2 separate regions of the Zea mays genome follow, and region 2 is linked to region 1. A link is a contact called in public Hi-C data. All regions are on one chromosome and are shown on one strand. Each heading gives the region's core, a stretch centred on a gene start, on an enhancer-like site or on the middle of the called end of the contact. The rest is flanking DNA. Distances are from core to core; before and after follow the strand shown.

Region 1 (3,940 bases), core at 619-3,118:
GACCTTGGAATCTCCCACGCCATCATCATCCCCACAGTTAAGAATACTCTTCGCATCAAATTCACCCACATCATCCTTAAGCATCCACTTGTCGCACTTTGGGCTATCACCCATGAGCATCTTTCTATCCTCGCACTCTGCTTCCATCCTATCCCACGAGACAATAGGTCCAAGGCTTGAGCCAAAGTCAGTATCATCATCAAGCATCTCATCATCCTTGCAGAATGCTCGATCATGCTGGTCTAACTGGTGAGATACATCCGCTGACCCCCATCCCCTGACTTCTTCATTGCCTACCATCAATGTCTCATGTTGGTAGACATTACCCTCCAAATTAAACTTCCTAATCCTGTGCAAAACCTCAGACAACTCGGTGGACAGTGACCCTAACAATTCTGGGTGCATCTTAGCCACCTTCCCTTCTAGCAAGAGAACTTCTGATCTCAGATCCCGTACTTGCTGCAAGACTGCCTGGTGCGAATCATCAATATCAGCATATTCATACCCCTTTGCTGAAAAGGTAGGATCACCTTCCCCACTGACACCATAAATGTCTGGATCAAACTCAAGACCTCCCTTATGACCAACCAACCTGTGAACAATTCGTGCATTGCCATCAAGTGGCCCTGGCTCATGCCCTGAATGCACAGCGTAAAGCTTGAACACTGCAGTGCCCTCCTCCAAGTACACAAAACTCTTGTCTTTTTCATTGTAATTAGCTATCGGCACAATTGCCCGAATACGGAACCCACAACCACACCTCTTCGACTGGTATGGCTCTCGCTTTACCCGCGCCTTCTTACCCTCTAAATTACCGGCTGAGGATGCAGCACTCCCACTACTTGAAGTGGGCTCTCCAGCACGGTGGCATGCATAATCTTTCACCTCAGCCATGAAGGGCCTATACCTAATATACTTCTGCCTTATACAAAGAACAACCTTGTGCTTAGCAGCCAATTGCTGTAACCTACGAGCTACATCTCTAGCCGGCACATCCAATGTCTCAGTATATTCAAACCTGCGCCGCCGCTTCCCATGTCCAGGTGATGAGATAGTGAAATACGGCTGGCCAGCAGGCGCAGCTTTACAAACAGGGCATGCAGCAACACATGCGCGGACAAATGATTCTGGAATACCGTAGAATTTGGCCCCCACAGTCCACGACTGTTTGATGCGGTCGACGGTGTCCCTGAACGCGAGGTGCCGTAGCAGTTCAGGGTCGGCATGCGCCTCCGAGACTATGTCCCTCCACATGCCGACGTGGGAGACGCGCTGCGCGGCGTTGGACTTGAAGTGAAGGTGCAGGCCGTCGGCCGACGCGGCGAGCTTGTCCTGGATGCGCTTCCACGCGGTGAGGTAGGCCGTGTCCTCGTTTCGATCTTTCCAGACCGCCCGCCAGGAGGCGAGCACGGAGAGCGACGTGGCGCCGCGGACCTCGTCGGAGGAGGCGGAGCGGCCCGCGCGGATGCAGCGTAGCATGAGCCCGTAGGAGGCGGCGCTGAAGGTGTAGAACTGCGACGAGACGTGTGGAGCCGGGTCGATAGACGGCAGCAGCGCGAAGGAGGCGGAGGCACCCACCAGGCTAGGGTTCTGACCAGGGATTTGAATCAGCGCCTCGTCGTCGGCGTCGGCGTGGAGGAGGTAGCTGCAGGGGCTAGGATTCGGGGAGCTAGGGTTTGGGTCCGGCGGGTGGGGTGATTTGGGAAAGGAGGACGGGAGGAGGGGATTCATGGCGGAGATGGTGGGAGACGGCGACGAGGTGATCTTCGGCATCTCCGGGGAAAAAATTATGCTCTCGATTTTGGGTGATTTTCCCTCCTCAGATTCACAGTGCCCGTGTGTGCCGGTCGTCTTCCTCGAGCTTTATCTATCGCCTCTGCACTGCTGCGACACTTCGGCTGTGCCTCTGTGGACCGCGGGGCGGAAGTGCCGCACTCGTGTAACTGCAAGACTGGCCCGCATAGCGATATGATTTATGGGCCGACTGTCAGTTGGTTTGGTACTTTCGAGTGTTTCTCCTCTTCGCCTGGCGACAGGGGACGACTCTCCCGCGCGTGACCCGACGACCTAGGCCCGGGATATGATATCTAAGTTCCACCGGGTCAATATGGACGCATCAGTTATGAGAGTAATATCCATTTTATTATCAGTATTTTATTATACATTTTTATCGTTAACCAACAGTTACCATCGCATTTAGTTTTTTATATGTTTTTAGCTAATATAAAAGATAGTGTTTTATTAAAATATAAAAGATAGTGTTTTACTAAAAGCTCCGCCGATGATGTTAAGGACATCTTAGACTCTTTTTAAGAACTTCTAATGTAGTTTTAAAACGACTAACCGAGAACATGTGCAATGATAAATTGCCTTCTAGTAAAGCACAATCGTATAAGAATAATGTGATTTGTATGCCCCTAGTTACAAATATAATGATACAATGACTCACAGTTCTAAACTTTGTTGTGCCAACCTTCTTCTTTGCCGTACATTCCTCTCCAATCATAAATTAATCCTACGTGATACTATAGGATTAATTTTTTTGCAGTAAAGATTTTTCCGAAACGAGAAGACTACGGCAAACTTTAGAAAACACCTTCCGTCCCCTGGCCATTCTGTCACACTACTCAGCCAGCCCGCTCTATCTCTTTCCTCTATCCAAGCCAGAAAGGTAGAAACCCCCCGGAAACAATTTCCGGCCATGGCGACCGCAGCCCACCAGGTTGCCGCCACCTTCCTCTCGTTCCTTTCCTCCTCCACTCACCACCTCGCCCCTTCCTCCGTCTCCCTCGGGACAACCTCTGTCCTACCCGTCTCCCTTCGGGCCGCTGGCACACGTGGCCCACGGCTCGCCTACCGCCTCCGGGGCCGCCGCGTCGGTGCCGCCGTCGCCCAGCTCCCCACCACGTAAGCAGAAATGATGATGATTCAACCTCTCACTGAAGTTAATTAGTCTTACATCTCATGGAAGTTAGCACATTGATATGCTACTGCTTTGTTTCTATTATTTTACTGCGCAATTTGATGATATGCATCCCTGAATTATTGTGTCTTCAGGCATCCAGAGGTAGTTTCTGGGGAGAAGAAGATCAGGTTAGGTGACTATTCCGTAGGTTCTTCAGGTTCGGGGAGCATTAGTGTCTATTTGCGGCTGACATGATGATTCCCCCAGATGGTCATCAAGGGCTGTGCGGTCTTTTGCGATGGCAGAGCTGGAGGCCCGGAAGATGAGGTACCCTACGACAGGCACTGAGGGGCTCCTCATGGGCATTCTTGTTGAAGGTGAGGGCGTGAGGCAAGGGATCTTAGATATTAAGTCCTTTTTTTGCTAATTATGGAGCCATGTCATAACTTAAGGGCATGTTTGTTTCTTTGCAGGATTATATAATCCAGATATTTTATATAGATTATATAATCCAGTTCATATAGTCCTATTATAGGTGTTTGTTTACATAAACTATTAGAAGGTAAAGTGCCAAACAATAATCTAAAATTAATCATCTAATGACCTGCTTATGGATTATCATAATCTAGATACCTCATTATATAATCCACTCCAATAATCTATACTGTTTGTTTGCCTCTTAACTTATTTAAGCTGGATTATACTACAATTTAGAGGGTAAACAAACAGGGCCTGAGTGCTTTATGCTAGCTGTGAATTGTGTGTTTCTGGAATTCAAACAAGTAAAGATGATCTGCTACAGATTGTAAAGTTTGTGGAACTTAAACAAGTAAAGATGATGATCTACAAACCATAAGAGTGTGAAGATTCATAATGTAGCTGTAGTGAAGCCTAGTGAACCCAAATGCATCACTAACTACATAGAATTGTTGGAACTGGTGTGTTCTTGAACATGCATTTTGTATATGGTGTACGTGGCTAAAATTCTTTCTACAAAATGACAAATAGATAAAAACTGTGCACTATATCTACATG
Region 2 (3,940 bases), core at 674-3,173, 790 kb before region 1:
GCTGAAAAGCTAACTACCTATTACTATCCACATGAATGCATTGTAATTTTATCATTTCTGTTCTGACAATACCTAGTCCACCCAATAGAAGAAATACTTGCACATTTGTGTATTGTAAGCTAAAACATGTTCCCTACTGCCAATTCCAGCTATATTCTTCTAGCCATTGATCACTTTCCAGTCAAGTAGTTTCATTCAATTGCCAATGGTAGTTCTTGCAGTACAAACAAAGCCAGATGGAGCATGAATCCAATTAACCAAATAATACAAGTATACAACAAAGTGCATGAAAATTAAAAATCAATAGCGTCTTTAGAGAATAACTCTCCAAGTTCCTTTTTTCCAGGACATCAAAGAAAGTTCATTAGGTTTCTATTTCATTTCAACGTCTAAACAATGAGCAGTGTGACATCAGTTCAATCCCTGCCAGATGCAATTAGGAATTCAAGTATTTTTTTCTAAATTTGTTGACATAGGCATACATCGAAACACTATCACCATACCAATTCAGTGCCTAAACCTTTTGTGCCACCTTTTCAGTTTTCATGCAATAAAGCGACACACGAATTATTGTTCAATACTGGTACAACATTTACACAAATTCAGAAGAGCATTAAACTTGTTTGTCAAAAGTTTCAGTAAGTGCTTATGTTACCTCTCACTGGTCCGGAACACAGCCCCAGCATTTTCAAGCAAGATCTTGAGAAGCTCAAGAGCAAGGATCTTTCCCCGCATTACTATGGGATCTGCTGGTGCATCCTTGGGTGGTGTCTTCATGGAAAGCTTACACAAAGCCCGGAAAACTAAGAAAGCATCCCTCCGTAACTTGTTCCCAATTCTCACATCAGCATCATCGTCCAAGGTGCCAACCACTGCCCCCTCGACACCAAGCTCATCTTTACGACCCTCAATAGCTGTTTTGTACATGCTGATCTCCCAGTACTTGGCATCAAGCATGTCCTTATCTGTTGAATCAAGCAAATCCGCTGGGTTTGCCCCTTCCTCTGCCGCTGCCGTTGTCTCAAATGCACCATCATGGGCAACGGTGGGTCCTGCCCCTGCTGATGAAGTTGTCCGAGCCAGAGGTGTGAGTGCACCATCGAAGTCACCAATGATCTTCGAAATGAATCCCTGTACAACGTTGGGGTCAGCAGTGGGCGAGGAGCCCGAAATTGCATCAGGTAGCTCAATCACATCAGCCACGACTATGGGTTGTACAGGCACGGTCGAGGAGTCAGCTTCCATTCGGCGGAACACAATCACCAGCATCTGCACAAGCGAAGCCTTGGCAGTGGCTTGATTGACGGCACTACGGCTCCCGAGGTACATATCATAACATGCGCGCACGGCACGTAGAAGGCAATCGCCGTGGAGGCGTACAGACGTAGAGGTGACCGCCGAGAGGAGTGTCTTGAGGAGGAGGAGCTCAATGTGCTCGTCATCAAGGCCAAGCGCATTGCAGGCGGCGTCCAGGAGTGAGGCGACGAGCTGTGCTGAGGGATCAGCAGATGGGTCGGCCTCGCCATGGATGTAGGAGTGTGCGATCAGCCTGTGAAGGAGCTCCAGCGCGGCCTCGGCGAGCTTGGCGCTGCCCGAGCCGAGTGCCGAGATCACAGGGGCGAGGAGCAGCTCCGAGTCCGCGAGCGACAGGCTGCGCAACGGACCAGGCTGTGCGGAAGAGGAGGTCGGCGTCGAGGGGGAGGAGGTCGGCGTGGACGGCGCCTGCGCCTCGGCTGCGGGCGGCGGCGGGGGCTTCTGGAGGCGGTCGAGGATGGACTTGGCGGTGTGCGAGAGCTTGGAGTGCGCCTTGTTGCGCCACGAGGCATTTTTTATGAGCTTCTCGAGGAAGGGGGAGAAGATCTCGACGAGGCGCGGGTCGGACTCCGGCGGGGTTGGCGGCGGCGCCGCAACCGCGGAGGCCATTATTCCGCGGCGGGATCCGGTAGCCGCGGTCGCGCCGCGCCGCGTGGATCTGGATCTGGGCGGGGCGGGGGTTTGAGGTGGTTTGGATCGGGGAGTGGGGCGTCGGTTGTCGTGGATAGAGATGGGAGGGGAGGGGACTCAGGGGAGGGGAGGGGAGGGGAGGGAGAAAGATGGTTGGACGCCGAGCTAGCTGGTGACCTGGTGTACTTCGCATTTGTATATTGCAGTAGGAAAGGATCGGAATCGGGCTTGTTACTCTCCGTATGTATTTTACGCAAATGGGGCCTAGATCAAATGGTGGTCTGGAGTCTGGACATAGGCTAAATTTAGAGTGTAATTTAGAATTTTTTACCTATTGATTAATATTTTTTATGATGATTATATTAAGAGTCTTCATTCTTCAAGTTTAGTTTCGCTATATGGGCCTGGTCCATGTAAGTATCGGGCCTGTGTGGAACCAAAGGCTCGTCAAGCACACTGATCGCAGAGATCCAGCCATGCAAAATTCGCCGTGACAACCTTCTCACCATTCGCACATTACCCTCTCTCTCTCTCGTCTCTCCCCTCTCTTTATTATTACTAGTAGCACGCGAAAAAATTGGTCCCAAATGCAGTGTTAGAAGTAATAAACAATTTGGAGAGACAATCGTCTACGATTTGATCCAAGAATTTCCGTACGTAATAGATAATCTTGTACTTGAAATTTTTGTCTTCCTCCGTGGTTTCCTCTCTTTCTCGGCTCGTTGAGAAAAAAAAGACAGAAGAAATGGGATTCATATCGGGAGTCGTAATGGGGATGATCGTCGGCGTCGCCCTGATCGCAGGCTGGGCACGCGCCATGGCTCGCCGCGCCGCCAAACGCAGCAACAAGGTAGGTGCCGCTACATCATTCCGATTCGATGTATGCGATCATAAAAAGTTTCGATCTTCATCCTTCGGTTATCTGGTCTTGATTTTTCTGCCTTTGGGTGTTGTTAAATACAGATCGGTTGTTAAAAGTGTGCTGTATGCCTTTGATTGAATTTGTGCATTATTGATTGGGATAAATTTCAACATAATGGCATGTTTTGAAACAGGCTGCGGTTATCAGTTCGTTGGGATCTCTCAACCGTGAAGACGTGAAGAAAATATGTGGAGAAAGTCTTCCCCAGTGGATATCATTTCCAGAATACGAACAGGTGAAATGCTACCTGCCTTGGTGTAGATATAATCATGGAACCGTAAAATGTCCCGTGATATCAAGCTATTGACTATCGCATAAGTTATCTGAATTTTTATTGTTGTAATTGCTAGACAAAAACTTCCGCAGAGAGAAAACTTTTTGCAGCCCATATCTATGAACTTCATAACTCTTCGATGCATAAAACCTGGGAAATGACACATCCACCTATTCCATATCTTGCTGTTGCTTCTCCTACAGTATACATGCCCCCTTGATCTGTTGCTTGCATGTTTCCCTTGTTATATATTTTTTTTGGTTCTCCTTTCAGGTCAAATGGCTCAACAAACAGTTGAGCAAGCTTTGGCCCTTCGTGGAAGCGGTAAGATTGATAGCTTTGGTTTCTTCAGAAAACTTCATTATGCGGGCAAACAGTTTAGGACGAAGTTACTTACATTTTAAGAAACATACAGATCTACCGTTTTGATGCCAACAACCGTCCTTATTCGCAGTTGCATCTAATTGCAGGCAGCAACCATGGTCATCAGGGATTCTGTCGAACCGATACTCGATGATTATCGACCACCAGGGATATCCTCGCTGAAGTTCAGCAGGCTCTCCCTTGGGACTGTTCCACCGAAAATAGAAGGTTGCCAAGACAAAATGGTGTCAACTTGTATACGCTCTCATAGGATTTGGCCATGACTTAAGCTATTCTGTGCTCAGGCATTCGGATTCACAGTTTTAAGAAAGGGCAGATTACAATGGACATGGACTTCCGCTGGGGCGGGGATCCAAATATCATTCTTGCAGTCGAGACACTTGTTGCTTCGCTTCCCATTCAGGTTTGCAGATCTC

Evidence for each region. Hi-C and Micro-C count contacts between places; a contact is called where the count stands out from the background.
Region 2: a Hi-C map of tassel shows a contact between it and region 1, with 2.2 times the contacts expected there. The contact joins the promoter of LOC100857099 here to the promoter of LOC100275622 in region 1. A contact is called at or near these places in 2 of 25 Hi-C or Micro-C datasets (endosperm and tassel).

The regions. Positions count from the first base shown.
Region 1 is chr1:33,804,022-33,807,961 of Zm-B73-REFERENCE-NAM-5.0, reverse strand. LOC100275622 reads right to left here and starts at 1,868. Exons shown (of 1, transcript NM_001149670.3): 1 at 1-1,868. The coding sequence starts at 1,773. It overlaps LOC100281862 (ATP-dependent Clp protease ATP-binding subunit clpA), which reads left to right and starts at 2,618. Exons shown (of 6, transcript NM_001154782.2): 1 at 2,618-2,907; 2 at 3,058-3,093; 3 at 3,173-3,282. The coding sequence starts at 2,702.
Region 2 is chr1:34,594,594-34,598,533 of Zm-B73-REFERENCE-NAM-5.0, reverse strand. LOC100857099 (guanine-nucleotide-exchange protein) reads right to left here and starts at 1,923. Exons shown (of 11, transcript NM_001254773.1): 1 at 656-1,923. The coding sequence starts at 1,923. LOC103633613 (synaptotagmin-5) reads left to right here and starts at 2,396. Exons shown (of 11, transcript XM_008655335.4): 1 at 2,396-2,794; 2 at 3,000-3,101; 3 at 3,414-3,464; 4 at 3,611-3,731; 5 at 3,809-3,927. The coding sequence starts at 2,690.